Regions from separate parts of the Ovis aries genome. Here region 1 is linked to region 2. The links are chromatin contacts, called in public Hi-C maps. All regions are on one chromosome and are shown on one strand. The core of a region is the stretch at or near the end of the contact, and the rest is flanking DNA. Distances in the headings are between cores, read along the strand shown. Region 1 overlaps MAOA (monoamine oxidase A). Region 2 holds the start of MAOA (monoamine oxidase A).

What was found. Hi-C and Micro-C count contacts between places; a contact is called where the count stands out from the background.
Region 1: a Hi-C map of tail adipose tissue shows a contact between it and region 2, with 2.6 times the contacts expected there. The contact joins the enhancer-like site here to the promoter of MAOA in region 2. A contact is called at or near these places in 2 of 16 Hi-C or Micro-C datasets (hypothalamus and tail adipose tissue).

Annotation. Positions count from the first base shown.
Region 1 is chrX:42,838,726-42,843,695 of ARS-UI_Ramb_v3.0, reverse strand. MAOA (monoamine oxidase A) reads right to left here. Exons shown (of 15, transcript XM_004022016.4): 9 at 4,700-4,796. Among named protein-coding and RNA genes, the nearest start is that of MAOA, 66 kb to the right of the region's middle. Within about 2 kb of position 2,790, at least 5 of the 54 cell types and tissues checked have an H3K27ac peak or open chromatin away from gene starts, as enhancers often do. A contact at or near this core is called in tail adipose tissue, where this site is marked.
Region 2 is chrX:42,773,460-42,778,404 of ARS-UI_Ramb_v3.0, reverse strand. It overlaps MAOA (monoamine oxidase A), which reads right to left and starts at 3,685. Exons shown (of 15, transcript XM_004022016.4): 1 at 3,574-3,685. The coding sequence starts at 3,646.

The sequences.
Region 1 (4,970 bases), core at 1,541-4,040, 66 kb before region 2:
AAGTTCACAACTTGAAGGTATGTACGTAGGGGACTTACTGTACTCAGCACTAATACACTCTCCCATTATTTCCATATCCTAGAGCAAATGCCAAGCTGTCCTCATCCGCTTCTGGGTCCAAAACCCCTGCCAGGGGTGGGCTCCTAAACAATAGATCACTACCTACTCAATATTTTATAGCCAAAGTTCAGTACAGTTCTTGGCATACAGTAGGAAATTGACTATGTAGATGAATTAATGTTGCGTTAAATGATGAGCCTGGTAATGACTGTTGCCATCTGTCAAGTTACTTGATAAAAGCTGGAAAAACAAATATCAAAAAGTGCTTGTTGGGAATTCCCTGGTGGTCCAGAAGTTAGGACTCCGAGCTTCCACTGCAGGGGCCATGGGTTCAATCCTCTGTCAGGGATTTAAGATCCCACATGCCAAAGGCATGGCCAAAATAATAACAATAATAATAATAATAATAATAAAGTGGCTGAAGTGGATGCCATGGTGGGCCACCCAGATTCCTCTTCAGGACCAAACACTCATTACCCTCAGCTCACAGCCAAACCCCTCCCTAGCAATTACACTCTGCAGCAGAGAACTGCCTGGTGAAAGGTCCCATTCCTTCTCAGAATGAATGCCAGAGTGCAATGGGTACCAAAGCCTACTGCACAGTGCAGACACCCAGTGCAGACACTTCTGAAAGGCAATCCTTACTTTGAGGCCTCTGTTGGGACAACACTGGAGCCCAACCGTTTCCTCTGGCCAATCCTGATTCCTTCCCTCCCCAACAGGCAGTATGTGTCTGTGTGCTCAGTCACTTCAGTCATGTCCAACTCTACGCAACCCTATGAACTGGTAGCCTGTCAGGCTCCTCTGTCCATGGGATTCTCCAGGCAAGAATACTGGAGTGGGTTGACATTCCCTTCTCCAAGGGATCTTCCCAATCCAGGGATAGAACCTGCATCTCTTGCATCTCCTGCATTGACAGGCTGGTTCATTACCACTAGCGCCAGCTGGGAAGCCCAGGCAGCACTCCACAGAGCAATTCCTGATGAACCTCCTAAACCCAAATCTCCACCTCCAAGTTGACTTCCTGGGAAACCAGTCCAGCACAGTCCTCAAATTCAGTGACTCTGTAAAACTCAGTTATGATCCGTCTGCTTCCCTTTGATCAAATAGATTCTACTTATTCAGTTCAGTTCAGTTCAGTCACTCCGTTGTGTCAGACTCTTTGCGACCCCATGAATTGCAGCACGCCAGGCCTCGCTGTCCATCACCAACTCCTGGAGTTCACTCAGACTCATGTCCATCGAGTCAGTGATGCCATCCAGCCACCTCATCCTCTGTTGTCTCCTTCTCCTCCTGCCCCCAATCCCTCCCAGCATCAAAGTCTTTTCCAATGAGTCAACTCTTCGCATGAGGTGGCCAAAGTACTGGAGTTTCAGCTTTAGCATCATTCCTGCCAAAGAAATCCCAGGGTTTATCTCCTTCAGAATGGACTGGTTGGATCTCCTTGCAGTCCAGGGGACTCTCAGGAGTCTTCCCCAACACCACAGTTCAAAAACATCAATTCTTCGGCGCTCAGCTTTCTTCACAGTCCAACTCTCACATCCATACATGACCACTAGAAAAACCATAGCCTTGACTAGATGGACCTTTGTTGGCAAAGTAATGTCTCTGCTTTTCAATATGCTATCTAGGTTGGTCATAACTTTCCTTCCAAGGAGTAAGCATCTTTTAATTTCATGGTTGCAGTCACCATCTGCAGTGATTCTACTTATTATGCTATTATTAATTGCATGTATATTTTAAAGAATGGAATTGTAACAAGAAATCCTTAGCTATACTATGATTACAAAGCTTGCCAAAAAATCCAAATGAGCTAAAGAACAATGGAGTGATTTCTCCATTTAAGAAAAGTTTTAAAATTGTATTTTTTTGTTGTTGTCTAGACAAAGACAAGTAGATCAAGATTGAAAATGCAAGGGATGAAGACAGAAATTTTGTCCTCTCCCTCAATTCCATCTCCCCCAATTAAACTGTTCCTCAATTTGACTGACCATTCCTTTAGAGTTGTTATTTGAGATCTTTCTGGGAAGCAAAGATATAAAATGCATTTGTGTTCACCCAGAGAACAGTATTTCAGAGGAAGCTGTGGAATGTTTAAGAAATTTGAACCACTGAACTCTGGGAGATATAGTCATGGTTTTGCTTGATTTATGTTGTGGCTTGCTTGTAAGGTGCTAGGTGCTAAGTCACTTCAGTCATGTCTGACTCTTTGTGACCCTGTGGACCGTAGCCCACCTGGCTCCTCTGGCAAGAACATGAGTGGGTTGCATACCCTCCTCCAGGGGATCTCCCCAACCCAGGGATCAAACCCACATCTCTTACATCTCTTGCACTGGCAGGCAGGTTCTTTACCACTGCACCACCTGGGAAGCCATAGTAATAATGATTTTAGTTAAATTTTAGGTTTATGCAACAATCGTATGTGGTATTTCAGTGAAAATCACCAATAGCTGATAGAAGACTAAATGATCTATCTGAAAGCCTTTTAGATCCTGGGTGCTTTTCACAGTTCCTTTTCTAAAGGGCAGTGAGTGTTGGCTCTGTCTGTTAAATCTCAAGTCCTGAATGAAATAACCTCTTTGATCTAACTGTAAGAATGGACAATTATCATCCAACTTTCTTTGGTGTTTTATTGGGGAAATTATACACCCTGGCTTTGGGGTGGGAACATTTCACAGCTCTAAAGTACAAGGTCCTTTCTAGTTTCCAAAGGCAAGTAGTTATCACACACAGTGCTGGGCAATTACAGCATCCCTATCTTCAAGGCTTTCATTGCCTAGAGCAGAGAGCAGGGTGGAGGCAATATAGCTTCAATGCAAGAACAGGGTGGAAGCAATTGTCCAGATAAAACAGATTAGAATATCAGTGTCTAAGTGTAAGTATTAGTTGCTCAGTTGTGCCCGACTCTTTGGGACCCCATGGACTGCAGGAGCTGCATAAATAAACCCATTACCATCTAGAAGGCTTCTGCAATCCGTATCCTTGTTGCTGTGCTGTGCTTAGTCACTCAGTCGTGTCCAACTCCTTGTGACCCATGGACTGTAGCCTGCCAGGCTTCACTGTCTTTGGGGATTCTCCAGGCAAGAATACTGGAGTGGGTTGCCATGCCCTCTTCCAGGGGATCTTCCCTACCCAGGGATCGAACCCAGGTCTCCCATATTGCAAGCAGAGACTTTTTACCATCTGAGCCACCAGGGAAGCCCATATCCTTGTTAATAAAGCTAAAGAAAGCCCAGAACAGCGGATGCCACAGTATTTCATTCCCAGGGCAAGAAAAACATCAATATTCTTTCATCTACAGTCAGATAGGTCTTGACCAGTAGTCTTCAGAAACCTCTGTCTCAACTTCTTGCTTTTCTTTGGCACATAAAAAGCGATGGCAAACTCCCCAAACAATCTATGTATTTTCTTGCCCAGTGGGGTCAGAGATGAATAGGGTACAATGTTCCTATAATCTTTACATTGTGAGCACCTGCCCTTGCCAGGGAGGCTGGTGCTCCTTCTTAACATCTTACAGAGAGAGAAGCGGTTACAAAATGTTTTGCTGGCAGTCCAGTAGCAGAGTCTGCTTTCTAAGTCCCTAGGGTCATGGGTGTGTGTCTTTTGATTTTGTAATTTCCCTTCAATGACACAATGCACATAAGCTTAACTTTCCTGGGGCACAGGGGAAAGCCAATGGTCTCCAAAAGTCACTTGACTGCTAGAGAAGTTGCGCTCTTTTGTTGCAACGTGCTAGAATACATAGCCCTTTTGTTGGTATTGCTTTGAAGCGGACTAAAATGTATGAAAACTGGGAGGCTATGGCACTCCTTGGAAATTTCTTTGTGGGAGCTCCGATTCCCTCTCGGGGCCCCTAGTCTCCAGAGGGCAGAGCAGCTGTGTGAGGCAGGAGAGGAAAACAGAGTTCCTCTTTCAGACACAGAACCTTGCCCTGGCACCATTCCTCATGGAGGACAGCCATGGCGTGACTTACTGGAAAAAGTGCCCTACATTCAAGGCCTGGCTGGCTCTCCTTCAAACTGCACTTCATTGGTCATTCATCTTATCTCCCAGGGTAACAGTGAACAGATTTTTCTTTTCTTTTCTTTTGGCCATGCCACATGGCTTGTGGGATCTTAGTTTCCTGACCAGAGATTGGATTGGGGCCCTTGGCATTGAGAGCTTGGAGTCCTAACCACTGGACACCAGGGAATTCCAACAATTAAATTATTAACCTTTGCTATGTAGTGCTGTCTAGTATGGAGAGAGGACTAGAGCCCAGAAAACATAACTTTGGAAGGTTTTACAAGACAAAATAGTTCTCATTCCGGAATGGCTATAAACATTCTGCAGGCAAAGTGGTCTACCATGCCATCTGTCTAGCTGTATTTTTCACTCTTGTCCTCCACGTGTAAGTTTCATGGGGGAAAGAAATCGATGGACACAAGTTCAAAGTGGCATTCACTTTAGTAAAGTTTCCCAGTGTTCTCGTGCCACATACTCTACAACTCTAATATTACCATACATGAAAACATGATATGTTGTCTACAGGGTTACTTACTGTTGCTTGAGCTTGAGTCCGAAACAACATGCTCTGCCAGTTCCCACACCTAGACACCAACATAGTTTGCAAAATGCAGAACATCCAGGTCTCACTTACCCCATGATAGCAGGCAGTGATCCATCTGGCTTGGTATCATCCAACGTTATTGAAATTGGAGCTTCCTCATCTTCGATGATCATACAGCCACAGTAATCTTAACCGGAAGAAAAATAAATAATAAGAGATTGAGAAACTTCATCAGGGATTTGGGAAGGACATTTTAAAGTATATATATAAAACTATTTCACTAAAAGGAAGGCAAAACTTAAACTATTGGTCTTTGCCCTGATCCTAGAAGTTCTTTCCCATTAAATACACTCACTGATTA
Region 2 (4,945 bases), core at 2,436-4,935:
AGCCATGTTAGGGATGGTGGGAAATGCTATTTCTCCAACAAGGTGAGACTAGACACATGTGTGGGGTGGGGAGGGGAGCTTGAGAGGCTGGCAATAGACCACTGAATGTCTTGAGCAGAACAAGGTGATGAAAGAAGTATTTTTAAAAAATCAAGTCTTAAAAAACTTAAAAAAAACCAAGGGATGGATATGAAGGGAGACCCCAAAAGGTGGTCATTGGGAAGATGGTTAAAACCTGGTTAGTCGAAGGGGTTAAGGGTCCTTCCTGGGGATGGCAGACATACAAGAGAGGAAAGAGCTCCAAGAAGGAGTTAGAAGGATCTGTTGACTGGCTATAGAAGATAAAACAGAAGGAGTGCCCAAAATGATGGAAAGGATATGGTGCCAAGAACAGAGTCGAGGAAGTGAGTAAGAGAAGCTGGGTTGGAGGACAAGGAGGCTTTGGAACATGTTGAATATGAAGTAAGAATAAGACAGTCAACTTTGAAATATAAATATCCAAGAGCAGACAAGCTATGGTACAGGAGTTGGGACAAAGCAAAGGATTTAAACTAGAGACTTCAGAGCTTTGTGTAAAGCAAAAGGTGAGGTATTGGAATGAAAAGAGAGGGGGAGAATGCATATGAGCCCCAAAGTGATGAATAACTGAACCTTGAGGCCATTTCAAAACCAGAAAGCTGCAAGAATATGGGCCCAATGAAAGGACTAGAAAAGGAGCAATCAGTGTAGAATAAAAATTCAGGATCTGATGATGTCACAAAAAGCTTCAAAGAAGTTCCAGAAAGGACTTGGTGATGGAAGACAGATGATGGATGAAGGGCCAGAGCATATTGAAGATACCATAACACTGCTTACAAATGAGTAGGAAGGGTTGCCCCTTCTCAATTAAATACATAAAATTTAATTGGTGAGTGGGAGGAAAAAGGGATCTTGTGGCTGTAAGACATGTTCTGTTCTATGATTTTTAATGACAAAGGGGAGATACGTTAAGATGTTGCTATTCTTTGTGCAGAGATAGTTACAAAAAATGGAAGATAATTCCATGCATATGGATTGCTTTTGAAGAATTTAGGATTTGTATGCTTTGGAAAACTATTTTGTTATAAAACAGGAATAACACAGCAGATGCAAAGTATTGGCCATATATTATAAGTATGTATATATGTGGCACACTACAATGTGCCGGTTCTGACAAGAGTTTTAAGAAATATCCAAAAGCATTTAAAACTGACATGGGGACTGTTAAGTAACTCATGGGATACTCCTAAGAACATACAAAGATGATGTATTTCAGAGCTCAAGAACCACTGCAAAGTAACGCCTCTCACGTGCTTGGGAAACACCCCGTCTGTGTGCAGGGTTTATCCTGAGCTAGACTTACATCTACTTTCATTTTAGTTGTGAAGCATCTGGCAAGACACCACAGCCAGAAAGCAATGTTTCCGGTCAATTTTGGTGTTAAAATAAAATCTGACTGATAAGAGATGATATTAAAGGAATCCCAGTGCCTTTTCCACTGTCACTGATGAAGTGGAAGTTGGGTTCTGGAATAAGAGTGTGAACTACCCATGCAAGAAATACTCTCTTCTTCCTGCATGTGGAAATGAACAAAGTAATAATTCTTAGTGACCATGGAAAGATCCAGATTTTGAGGAACCTAAAGCTTACATAATTTGGTTGCCTCTTCAAGAAAAAAAAGAATGCAAAATTACAAATACAAGATTCAGTATGAAATTGGTTATTTTTTTAGGATGAGAACCATAAGGGACCTGCAGTTCTAAGGCTGTAGAATCTTACATCAGCTACATGGTGAATCCAATTCTGTTCATGACCAATGACTTCGAGTAAAGTATGGAAAGGGAGAAGAGCCGGTCATCAGGCAGAGAAAAAGTAAAAGACAAAATGCTCCTTAAGGGATACTAGAACAAGAAGACAGGCATAAAATCACAGTAAGAACCCTAAACTGTGAAATATGAATGATATGGAGATGGGGAACGGAGACGGAACTCCTAGTCAATTTACACAACACATTATCGTCATCTTTATTTTCCAGTGATGAACAATCACATTGCTTATCTAGGAGGCTTGCATACAAGAATCAGGCTTTTAGAAACACCAGTCCACTTCATTGCAGGCACTCAACAAGTGTTTGTTGAATGAATAAACAAGCTAATAAATGAATGAAGGGGAACAAGAGAAATACTTTTTCATACTCTCAACCAAGATCTGCTTTCCTAATGGTCTGACATACATGTATGTGTGTTTTTGCTGGCCCTTACTGGAGTTGTTAGAGCAATAGCTCAAGTCAGTCTCTTCCCTGGTGGTTAAGAATGTCACCTGAAACAGGCCAAGTCAAAAGCTATCTCCAAGCAAAATTCATCTGTAAGCATGTTCAGAGTCTCCTCAAAAGGATTATACATAAAAATGGCTACTTGGAGGCACCCTACTAACTCCCTCCCACCTCATTTCTCCCTCCTTCTAAATTAGATCCTGCAGGTATATTTCAGAAATGATTAACATCTTCTTAGGTCGTGGACAGACTAGTGTGGGGCTCTATCTAGATGTGAAACACAATTCTTAAATTTCAAACATTTTACCAATTATGACATCATAAGTGACAATTTGATGTGTCAGTCATGATGAGGTTTCCAGGAAGATCCGAGGAAACTTCCTACACCACTCAGTTGGTCAGCTACAAACCCAAACCGAGACTAGAGGAACATAGGCTTGCCAGCTGCCTCATAACAGGGCAAGATTCAGGCGGTGGAGAAAGACACAAACAGGGCAGTCCCTCATCTGCCCGCAGCCCCTGCTTCACAGAGGGATTCCCTTTGAGCAATAAACGCCCTACACTTTCTACGGAGTTCTAAAAAAAAAAAAAAGAGGGGGGTGGAGTCGGTTAAAACTAAGAGCCCACCTTTCTCCGCCTGCCCCCACCTTAAAAAAAAAGAAAGAAATCTATTCCTAAAAGATTCTTCCTCCTTCCTCTCCAGTTACCAGATTTTCTAAGGAAAAGAGCCTGGAGAATAGCAGGACTGGAACAACACTATTACTACCTCGATACTACAAAAATCCATAAACTGATGTTCTGTTTGGGGCAAAGGGCGTGAAATCAATTAGGCAGAACAACCACCGCCGGAATTAGGAGTAAGGGTCTCACGTGAGAGAAAACCATTGTCACTTTCCCAGCTGGGTGAGGTGACTTCGCCGAGTTACCTCCGTTTCTAGGTTTTGTAAAATAGGGAAGAATAGAGTACCCACCTCACAGGACCGCTGAGGACTGAGAAAATACACGTAAACTGCTAAATGCAACTGCACGGCAAGAGCTAATTAAATATTAGTATTTCGTAGTAGTAGTAAAAATTATTGTGCCTGCCTCCCCCAGGTCACACCACCGGCTCAATCCCATTCCCTCCTCACAGGATCGGGGGCCCGGCAGCTGCAGCAATCTCGCATGCACAAGGGAGACACCCCCCCCCTCAACCTCCGCCCCCAAACGCCACTTTCAGACTGCAAGTCCCCCACACTGGGCCGGCCAGGGTCCCTCAGGCTAGTGCTACGGTCCACACTGACCTGAGATGCCGCCTCCTATCACAACTACGTCGAACATCTGGCCCGCGTCACTCGTCTTCTGCAGACTCTCCATGCTCTGGTTGCGGCTCTCCCGGGGCGTGGGTACAGGAGTGGGTCTGGCCGAGGGCGGAGCGGACTTTTCTACCGAGTCTCGGGGGGAGCCCGAGGGCGGAGCCGATTCCTCCACCGATTCCTGGGCGGAGCCGGGAGCCGAGGGCGGAGCGACCCATGGTACTGGTACCCCGGGGGAATTCGGGGGTTGAGCCGATCCTTCTACTAATCTTTCGGGGTAACTTTGCTCTGAGAGCTGAGTGGACTCTTGTGTGGACACTTGAGAGTTCACGGGAGTAAGAGGTTCTGGTATCGAACTCCGAGGGGTGCTAAGATCTGAGGGCGGAGGGGACCCTCGAATCGAGACTCGGGAGGAGTCCGAAATCGCTACAGATCCTCGCGCCAAACTCTCAGGAAACCTGACCACCGAGGGCGGGGCAGACCCTTGTAGCGACTCTTGGGACAAGGCTGAGAGTGGGGCAGATCTTTTTGCAGATAACTGCTGGAAGTTGGGCATGGAGACACGGCTGGACTCTTGTCCTGAGAGTCGGGGGGAGTTACTGGGTGTAGGTGGTCCTTGCACCGAACCCAAGGGGGAGCCGGATATCGAGGGCGAGGTTAATCCAAGTAGTGACACTGGGGGAGTGTTATTGGGTGGTGGAGGTGCTGGTGCCGATATTTTGATAAAGGAGGGCTTCACGGGTGAGATGGACCCCTGCACCGACCCTCTGAAGGTGTTAGTTGGTCTAGGAGTTTCTCCTATTGATATCCGGGTGGAGCCCGGTGCTGAGTGCAAGGTGGCATGTAGGGGCAATCGGGGAGACCTTGAGGGCGGGACAGATTCTTGTACGGATACCCGGGGGTTGCTGGGGCCCGGGTTAGAGGCCAAGGCTGCCTCGTCTGTGGTGGTCGGGCGGAGGGCAGACATATGGACCCTGTCGTTCAGGCCGCGGGTGCCAAAGCCCCAGGTGCCAACCCTGAGACCTGTTGTCAGTTCTTAAGCCAAAACCCGGGATGAGTTGGGAGGGCGTGCTGCAGCCTCGGGTGTTATCTGGCGTCCGCCGCTGTGGACTTGTTCGACGGGCAGCTGGAATGCTGGTGGAAGATCAACCACTCTGAACTGGTGTTCCAGGACGAGGAGGTCGAGGCTACGCCCGCAATGTTGGCGGCCTCCAGTATCTGGGCCGGGAGGTTTCCGACTCCCGGCGAGCGTTTTAACTCGTGTCTATTCCCGCCGCGGCGGCCGCTGCTGAAGGGGGCAGCCGAGTTGGGTGAGCTCGTTGATCCGGAGCGCGGGGCGGAGGAGAGGGAGCGGGGCTGG